2 separate regions of the Zea mays genome follow, and region 1 is linked to region 2. The links are chromatin contacts, called in public Hi-C maps. All regions are on one chromosome and are shown on one strand. Each heading gives the region's core, a stretch centred on a gene start, on an enhancer-like site or on the middle of the called end of the contact. The rest is flanking DNA. Distances are from core to core; before and after follow the strand shown. Region 1 holds the start of LOC103630105 (leucine-rich repeat extensin-like protein 4). Region 2 holds the start of LOC100273984 (O-sialoglycoprotein endopeptidase).

Region 1 (4,397 bases), core at 1,153-3,652, 190 kb after region 2:
CTATTAAATGATTTGTGTTTAACCCTAAACCAGCCCGTCACACACGGCCCGTTTGATACCGGAGAGCCACGTTAGTACAGGTTACAGTACAGACTACAGGATAGCAACACATCACATGGCGAGCGAGAGAGAGAGAGGAGCCCGCGCCGCGCCCTGCAGGTCCGGCCCCGTACGCCGCTCGCTGTATAGGAGAGTGGCAGTTAGCTGCAACCAACCACTTCCGTGGCGCGCATTCATGGCACCATTAACACTTCTTCCGAGATCCATTTCTTCACAGCTCATGTCTCCAATCGCAGAGATCACCCTCGTCCGGTCCTCCTCGGAATCCAGCTCTAAAGAGAAGTTAAGAGGACAACCTCACATCATCACCATTTCCCCGAGTCCCAATCCCGCCTATCGTCAAATGCTTGGTTGCAGGCTTGCAGCTGGCCGCCCAGTTCGTCAGCGACAGACGAGCAGTGCGCCAAAATGTTGATCAAACAAGCATACACTATGGCGAAATTATACTACAGTAGCAGGAGTATTAACCAGCCGAGAACCAACCAATGTTCACCCATTACCATCGATGCGTACGTTACGCCGAGCCGAATGGAAGGTAATTGCCGCCCAAAAGGAAGAAGAGAAAGAAAAAAAAAAAGAAAACCAAACAAAGGTGCAGTGCCCCCGGCAGCTCACGGCACGGTGACGGTGACCACGCCTCCAGCGGCAGCGCCTGGCAACCCGAACGGCAGCCCCCCGATGCCCACTCCGACGCCCACGCCAATAGTGACGCCCGCGTCGCCACACCCGGCTGGCCGCGCCCCGGGGATGCGGAGGCAGCTGAGGCCGCCTTCCCCCGGGAACTCGTCGCACTCGGGCTGCGGCCGCTGCATGTCCCGCCCGGGCACGCAGTTGCCCACGAAGTCGAACACGCCGCGGCTCCCCAGCTGCCGGTCGCAGCGCTGGCTGATCCCGGAGAAGAAGTTGAAGGACACGGACAGGTTGGTGATCCGGCGCAGGTCGCACAGCAGGTCCGGGAGCTCGCCCGTGAGCTGGTTGTGCGCGAGGTTGAGCACCTCGATCCCCGACAGGCACGAGAGCGTCCCCGGGAGGTGTCCCGACAGCGCGTTGTAGCTGAGGTCCAGCACCTGCATGCTGGGGAGGAAGCCCAGCGCCTCGGGCACGCAGCCGGTCAGGTTGTTGTTCAGGAACAGCACCTCGCGGACCCGGCCACCGGCCCCGGCCCCGGCGCCGGCGCCGAACTCGTAGGCCGCCGGGACGGCGCCGGTGAAGTGGTTGTTGGCCAGCGTGATGACCGTGGCGGGCGACGCCCACAGCGTGTCCGGGATCTGGCCCTCGAACTGGTTGTCGTTGAGGAACACGGCGTCCAGCTCCTTGGCGAACACCTCGGGCGGGACCTCCCCGGAGAAGGCGTTGAAGCGGAGGTCCAGGTACACCAGCGACGGGATGAGCAGCGTGGACGCCGGGAACGGGCCCGAGAAGAGGTTGTTGCTCAGGTCCAGCTCCGTCAGGTACTGCAGGTCCCGGAGCGTGTCGGGGACGGCGCCCCCGAGCCGGTTGCTGTTGAGGTGGAGGAAGGTGAGGTGCGCCAGGAGGGACACCGCGTCGGGGAGCGTGCCCCTGAGGTTGGCGCGGTTGAGGTCGATGCCCGCGACTACCGTCGACGCGCCGGCGGCCGCGGCGCCGTCGGGCGGCGCGGAGCAGTACACGCCCTTGTAGGCGCACACATTGGCGCCCTGCCACGACGCGAGCGCTCCCTTGGGGTCGTCGGTGACGGCCACCTTCAGCGCCTGCAGCGCCGCGTACTCCTGGCTCCGCGGGCCCGAGGCGGCGGCGGCGGCGGCGGCGGCGGCGTCAGGGCTAGGCGGCGGCGAGCCGTTAATCCAGGCGGCAATGGCGGGGCCCAGGCCGAGCTGGGAGGTCGCGGCGGGGGATAGCAGCAGCAGGAACACGGCGGCGGCGACACGGGCAGAGAAAGGTGGCCACCGCCTGGTCATGGCTTCCTGTACCTGTGACCTTAGACGGCGGTTAAAGCTCCTCTCTTTTCGGCTGTGAGATCTGAGGAGAGTGATTGTTGTGAGAGAGAACGGGACGGTGGGGGGTGTGGCCGGAGCAGAAAGGTGATCAGCTCAGCTCGGCTGGTAACACATTGATTGATCTCCTGCCTTCTCTCTGACTGTGTGGTGTTTGCTCCTCCCTCCCTCACTCTCTCTCTCTCTTGCCACTGATGAAAACACAGCTGGAAGTGGGACGTGATGGGTGTAGGACTGCCTGACTGATGGCGTTCCTTCAGCATTGACAGCATTGCTGTGTGTCCTGTACTCCTGTACTCGTAGTACTAGGGCCGTGTTCTAGTCCCCGGTGTAAAACCTTGCAAGTGCATGAAAACGGGTTAGCGAATTTATATAGCCTCATATTTCAGAACAGAACATATGGTGAAGGTGCAAGAGTTGTTTTTTTTTTGCTTATTTTATTTACGTACGTACCTGACTGTTTTCGACAAGGTGTGAAGGTGCCAATTCCGCTGACATTCTCACATACGTCAAGACTTGATGAGGCTAACCTTGTATTGGACCGACAACCTTGATCGCAATAAAACACGTTCTTGATTCTCAATGCCATTCCGGCGTGACCGTCTAGGGCCTGCCTGATGATACAGGCTAACAGGCATTTTGTTCACTACTGTTCACAGAAACAATCACTCACAAACGAAACCTATCCTATGCTCATGACGCTTTCGGACACAAATATATAAATCTATTCTGGACTTTCCATTTCACGCACTCATGATCTAGGAACAGAGAAACCACCCCTCTCTCTCTACCTCTTCCCCCATGGGCGCCCAACCGCCTCCCCCTCCCCTCTCCCGTGCATCCATGATCAAGGAAGAGAGAAACCACCCCTCCCTCTTCCTCCTCTCCCACTATCTTCTTGCCCTCGCTTGGATCACTGGAGAGCTGCGGTTGCCGCCGTTCGTCGTGCTCGTAGTAAGCCTCCTCCCCGGGACGCCCCCCGGAGTGGCGCCCCTGCCCGCCTCGGCGCGCCCTCCCCTCGCGCGGCCTCGGGCCCCCGGCGGCGGCCCCCTAGCGAGACTCCCTAGCGCGGCCCCTCCGCCCCCCCCCCCCACGCGGTAGCACTCGGTGTGCGGCCCTTCGGGTGGCAGCCCCGTGCACACGGCCCCTGCCCCGTGCGCGTCGATGCTCCTGCGCGCAGCCTCGTCGCTGTTGTGGCGTAGCTCCAGCGCGCGTGTGCCTTCGGCACATTTCGCGCTCGTCGTTTGCCGTTTCGCGCACGTCATAACACTATAAATTTCTCTTGGGTCATGCGTCGTCTCGCGCGCTTTGCCGCGCGACGACATTTTGATCCACCTAGGGTCGCATATGATAATTAAAGTGCATGATTAATCGAGTACAGAACTAATCAGGACCTAATGTCAATTTTACTTACGTGTTGCATGAATATCAATTAATATAATTATGCTGAGATAAATATTTTAGTCCACAGCCGCTTAACGTAATCGCTATGTCTCTCGGCCGTAGTTTTGACCGTCGTAGTTTCTTTGCTCGCGTAGTCGTAAATGCGAGCTCTGCGCCACGTGTCTGTTTAATTGATCTGTTCAATTGTGTGGGGTATTGTTTTCTTCTATGTTAAGAATATGGAATGTATGTTTGCACACCTGTTATATTGGTGGCAACCAAACAAAGTACGTAATTAGTTGCTCCACCACTAGGGGTGAAAATGGGCAGATACGGACGGATAGTAGCTCATCCTTTATCCTACACTAATGTATTTAAAACGGATTCAGGATCGGATATGGATAGTTCAAAACGGGACGGATACGAATACAGGGACCGGATATTTATCCGGGCGGATAAGTGACGGATACGGATATAATTTGATCGGATATCGGATACTTGTCGGATAATGCATTAATTGGTTATCATAAAATATTCTTGTTCGACCACGAAATTGCAAGTAAATTATCAATAATAATAAACATTTAATAGAAGATAATCTCAAGTTCCCACATAAAAATGGTAAAATGAAGTATTGATTATGTTGAAACTTGGATACTAGAGTGATTTCACGTATAACTCACGCAATAAGTGAAAATAAAATAGAAGAAACGTTGACATCCTGTGGATTTTATGGTCCCATTATTTTTTATGACTATATGTGCCATATGTTGTACCTTAGTATAATTTCATGGATTTCTAAGGTTATTTGTACATTATTAATTTCTTTCTACATAAAATCATCAAAATATAATTAAAATTCATAAAATACACTAGTTTTAACCCAAAATTGCAAAAAAACTTACCAAAACAAATAAACATTCTATTCAAATATAACCTCAAGTCACCACATGAAAATGATAAGTGAAATATTGATTATGT
Region 2 (4,320 bases), core at 1,733-4,232:
GTTGTGCACTAATATTTATCGAATAATTTTATACGCCGTCGCAACACACAAGCATATACCTAGTAAACTTATTAGGGCTAGTTTGGAAACCTCAATTTCTCAAGGGATTTCTATTTTCCCAAGGGAAATTAGTTCATTTTCCAATGGAAAAATATAAATCCCTCGGAAAAATATGGTTCCCAAACTAGCCCTTAGATGGAGCTTTTGACATTGATGATTTAAGGTTTTTGCGAACGACTCCTCATAATTACTACACCACACCATCAAGATTTCGGCGAATGGCTCCTCGTAATTACTATACCACTGCTGACAAATAAATGACCTCGCTAAGAAGGTTTATATCTGCAAACATAACCAAGAACACAAGTAATAACAGTAAGAACACAATCAAACTGATATTGGTCACGAGGCGGGGTCTGACAAAGCGGTGAACATTAAGAAAATCTCAATCTTAATGGTGGTGGTGGTTGTTGATAAAATAGGGTTTAGGGGTGTGCAAGTAAGAATGCTAACGAGCTCTAAATTTTACATTATAAAATTTAAGGAACAGATCAAATTAGGACGAGACCTATTTATATTCATTTTAAAACTAAAACTAACTAAGGGTTCAAACAAATTGTAAAAATACATTTGGATCGTGATTCATTACCACCCCTACCCACAAGACCCCTGGACACGTCTCCAATAGGCTCGAACACGATACACAGGCCAACAACAAAAAATATGGTATCACAACACCGGAACAAAATATGGATACTGAGTTTTTCAATGATTCCCGTTGACCCCGAAGTAATTTTAAAACGAGATCAGTTGGGTTGGAAAGCTTATATGATTAGTTTTACATTCATATAAAGAACGCCGAAAATGGAGTCTGTATGTGTTCTGGACGTCAGTTTTAGTGCGAGCTAGTCCTGGACTCCGAGTTAGAGTCAAAGTCGAGTTGGACTTGTACTCTCGCTTGTTGTGGACGTCCTAACTTCTCTCATTAGTACCTAGACCCTTTCTAACTTATTGCTAGTCCTCTCCAAAGTTTCTAACATCAAAACATATATAACACCAAACGTAAACTTTGAAATACAGTTGATGAAGTTAGAACGAACCTATAGATTGAATTATCATGCACGTGCTCGCGTTATTAGTACCTCCATTATATGTATAGGGTGATGTGTCTGCTTGCTCAGCTGGGCAACAAGCTACCTGCATAGCAAGCGCAGCTATGAGTAAATAAAGCGATCCGGAGAAAAAGTGAACGTTGTTGAGCTCTGAAAATTCCTCCGTGTCAAACATCCCATCTTGGGATGCAGGTTTCAGGATGAACTCGGTAGCGAACGAAGTTTGACAAATTGACAATATAATAGAAACCCTTGCACGCCGGCTCCGACCAGCAAGATTGTGAAGGACACGCCCCCCCACAAGCAATTACAAGCCTGTCAAAAGAAAGAACATACTGTAGTTTGCAGCCATATATGATGTATGACGTGATTGGTTGGGCTATTAGGAAAAAAAATCAATCAATTGTAACTTCACGTTGCATCCTTAACAATTTCGTATAAATGCGCAAGACTATTTACAGGATCGGAGGTTCCCTTTTTCAAACACATCTTCCAACGGCGAGTAGTCTACCAGGCGACTTGTGGCTTCTTTCATCCGAGATCCCTGTCATCTCCCAGTCCGAATCACTCTGGTGAAGAAACTTAGGGTGTGTTTGGTTAACGGGTTGACGCGGGTTAGAACGGGTTCAACCCACAATAATTCCTGTTTGGTTCAAAAAGCTTACGAGTTAAGTTGGTTCTAGCTAACTGTATCAGCTTGTCCCCAGCAAGTTCCCTGAAAGTAAATACCGTTTCTTAGTTTTCAAAGCCCCCCATAGGGCCACAGCAACAACAAAACATATTATCTACCACAAACTTTTTTTTTCACTAAGCCACATTTGCCCTGTTGAAACAAAATCAACGCCTACACTCTTATCTAGAGCTTTAGACATACAACACGATAGCTATTTAACTACAACACACAGTCAAAGAAAGAGATGAAAAACTGATCCACAGACTCACTACAAAATAAGCAAGATTTGTCCTCTACTTTCCTTCTCAAACTCAGATTGTCACGAGTTAGTAGCTTGTTCTTAGACAACCATCACAAGAAAAAAGTGAACTCTAGGGGTATATTAAGACTCCAAACATACACCCGTATTACCTCTATGAAGTTAACGACTTTATAAAGTGTTTGAGAGTAATAAACCTCATTAGAAGTAAACTGCTAGATTAAGCAGTCTCCCTTGTGTTAGTAAAAACAATGGTACGGACCGGTTGAATCATCTCCTACCAAACAAAGATTCATTGATCAGAGTAAGTGCTGACATCATTAAGGACCTGTTTGGTTCTCAGTTAACTGTGTTATACTTAGGTTCTGTTTATTTCCTTCTAGAATTATATAATCCAGTTTATGAATTATATAAACATTTATTGATCTGCTTATGGATTATTATAACCTAGGTATATAGATTATATAATCCATCTAATAATCGGTGTTGTTTGTTTACCTCTCAATTTATTTAAGCTGTATTATATAATGTGGAGGGTAAACAAATATGGCCTTAATCTTAAAAAAAAAGTGAGATAAATTGTCACCTAAGAGGATGTTTGTTGATAGGATGTTTGTTTGAGATTATAATACATCTAGATTATATAATCCAACAGCTTTTGAACTAACAGATTATAACTCCAAACAATCAACAACTACCTTCGCACTAGATTGTTATCACAATGACGTTGCCTGATGGCCATATTCAGCAACTGTTGCATGAAAAAAAGATCGTATTTTCCACTGACCTTACATTAATTCGACCACTGTCAGTGGGCCACTGGGCTAAGTTGTTTTGAAATTATGGGCCCTAAGGCCAAAATTGGGCTGGTTTCTTGTACACTTCCACGTTCGAGGCGCGCGGCGAGCCGGGTTCTCACCAATTCGTCTTCTTCCACAAACTCCAAAACCCTAGCGCCGCCGCCGCCATGTCCTCGTCTCCGTCCCCGGCGAACCGCCGTCCCCGGGGCCCGCTTGCGCTGGGGCTGGAGTCCTCGGCGAACAAGATCGGCATCGGCGTGGTCTCCCTCTCGGGTGACATCCTCTCCAACCCGCGCCACACCTACGTGACACCGCCGGGTCATGGATTCCTTCCCCGGGAGACCGCGCAGCACCACCTCGCGCACCTCCTCCCTCTCCTCCGCGCCGCGCTCGCTGAGTCCGGTGTGGCCCCCGCTGACCTCGCATGCGTCTGCTACACTAAAGGCCCCGGCATGGGCGGCCCTCTCCAGGTCGCCGCCGCAGCCGCCCGCGCGCTCTCCCTGTTATGGAGGAAGCCTCTCGTGGCGGTCAACCACTGCGTTGCGCACATCGAGATGGGCCGCGCGGTCACTGGGGCCGTGGACCCCGTTGTACTCTACGTCTCCGGCGGAAACACGCAGGTTATCGCCTACAGCGAGGGGAGGTACAGGATCTTCGGGGAAACGATTGATATTGCCGTCGGGAACTGCCTTGACCGATTCGCCAGGGTCCTAGAGCTCTCCAATGACCCTAGCCCCGGGTATAACATCGAGCAGGTAAACTGTTCCATCAAATGCCAATTTTGTTATCCAATTGCTGTTGCTTAATGTTGTTTAATTCTAGCGATATGCACATAGATGCTGGTTTGTGTGAGTGTTTTTCTAGCATGAAGTATTGTCACCATGACGACTGCATCACATACATGTAAATGCCCTGGGTGGCAAATTGTTAGGGAAATGGTAAAAGTTATTAGTGCACCATGAGTATTTTATCATGAAAGGGTGTTTATGAGTCCTGGAGCTATCAGTGGAACTTTGGCACCTCTTGAACTTTTTACTGACCCTAGCCACTTGAATTTAATTGAAAAATTAACCTACATTACGAAATTCATAGGCAATTTAATTTATGCTGGCTGTACATTTAGTGGCTAGTTTGTTGCCTCCATCAAATAATGGAGTGTTGTACTTGTGGGCAAGATTACTTTTATACTCCCTCCGTTCCAAAATAGTAGTCGTTTTAGCTCTTGATTTTTATGTCTATATTCAAATGGATGAAGATGAATCTAGGCACAAATATAAAACGCAAACATCGACTCATCAAGTATTGTGTGAATCCAATAAATCTCTAAAACGAATTTTATTTTGGGACAGAGGGAGCATGTTTTGTTGAAACATAGCGATCATTTGATTATATTTATGTATTGAACTATATAATATGCTGGGCAGATCTTATGTAGGACTAGTTTTGTGTGACATTGCTTGCATAATGAAGGTCACC

The links. Hi-C and Micro-C count contacts between places; a contact is called where the count stands out from the background.
Region 1: a Hi-C map of ear shows a contact between it and region 2, with 2.0 times the contacts expected there. The contact joins the promoter of LOC103630105 here to the promoter of LOC100273984 in region 2. A contact is called at or near these places in 6 of 25 Hi-C or Micro-C datasets (bundle sheath, ear, leaf and 1 more).

The regions. Positions count from the first base shown.
Region 1 is chr6:140,726,139-140,730,535 of Zm-B73-REFERENCE-NAM-5.0, forward strand. LOC103630105 (leucine-rich repeat extensin-like protein 4) reads right to left here and starts at 2,403. Exons shown (of 1, transcript XM_008651196.4): 1 at 472-2,403. The coding sequence starts at 1,997. The coding sequence ends at 672.
Region 2 is chr6:140,539,054-140,543,373 of Zm-B73-REFERENCE-NAM-5.0, forward strand. LOC100273984 (O-sialoglycoprotein endopeptidase) reads left to right here and starts at 2,983. Exons shown (of 4, transcript NM_001148370.1): 1 at 2,983-3,599. The coding sequence starts at 3,012.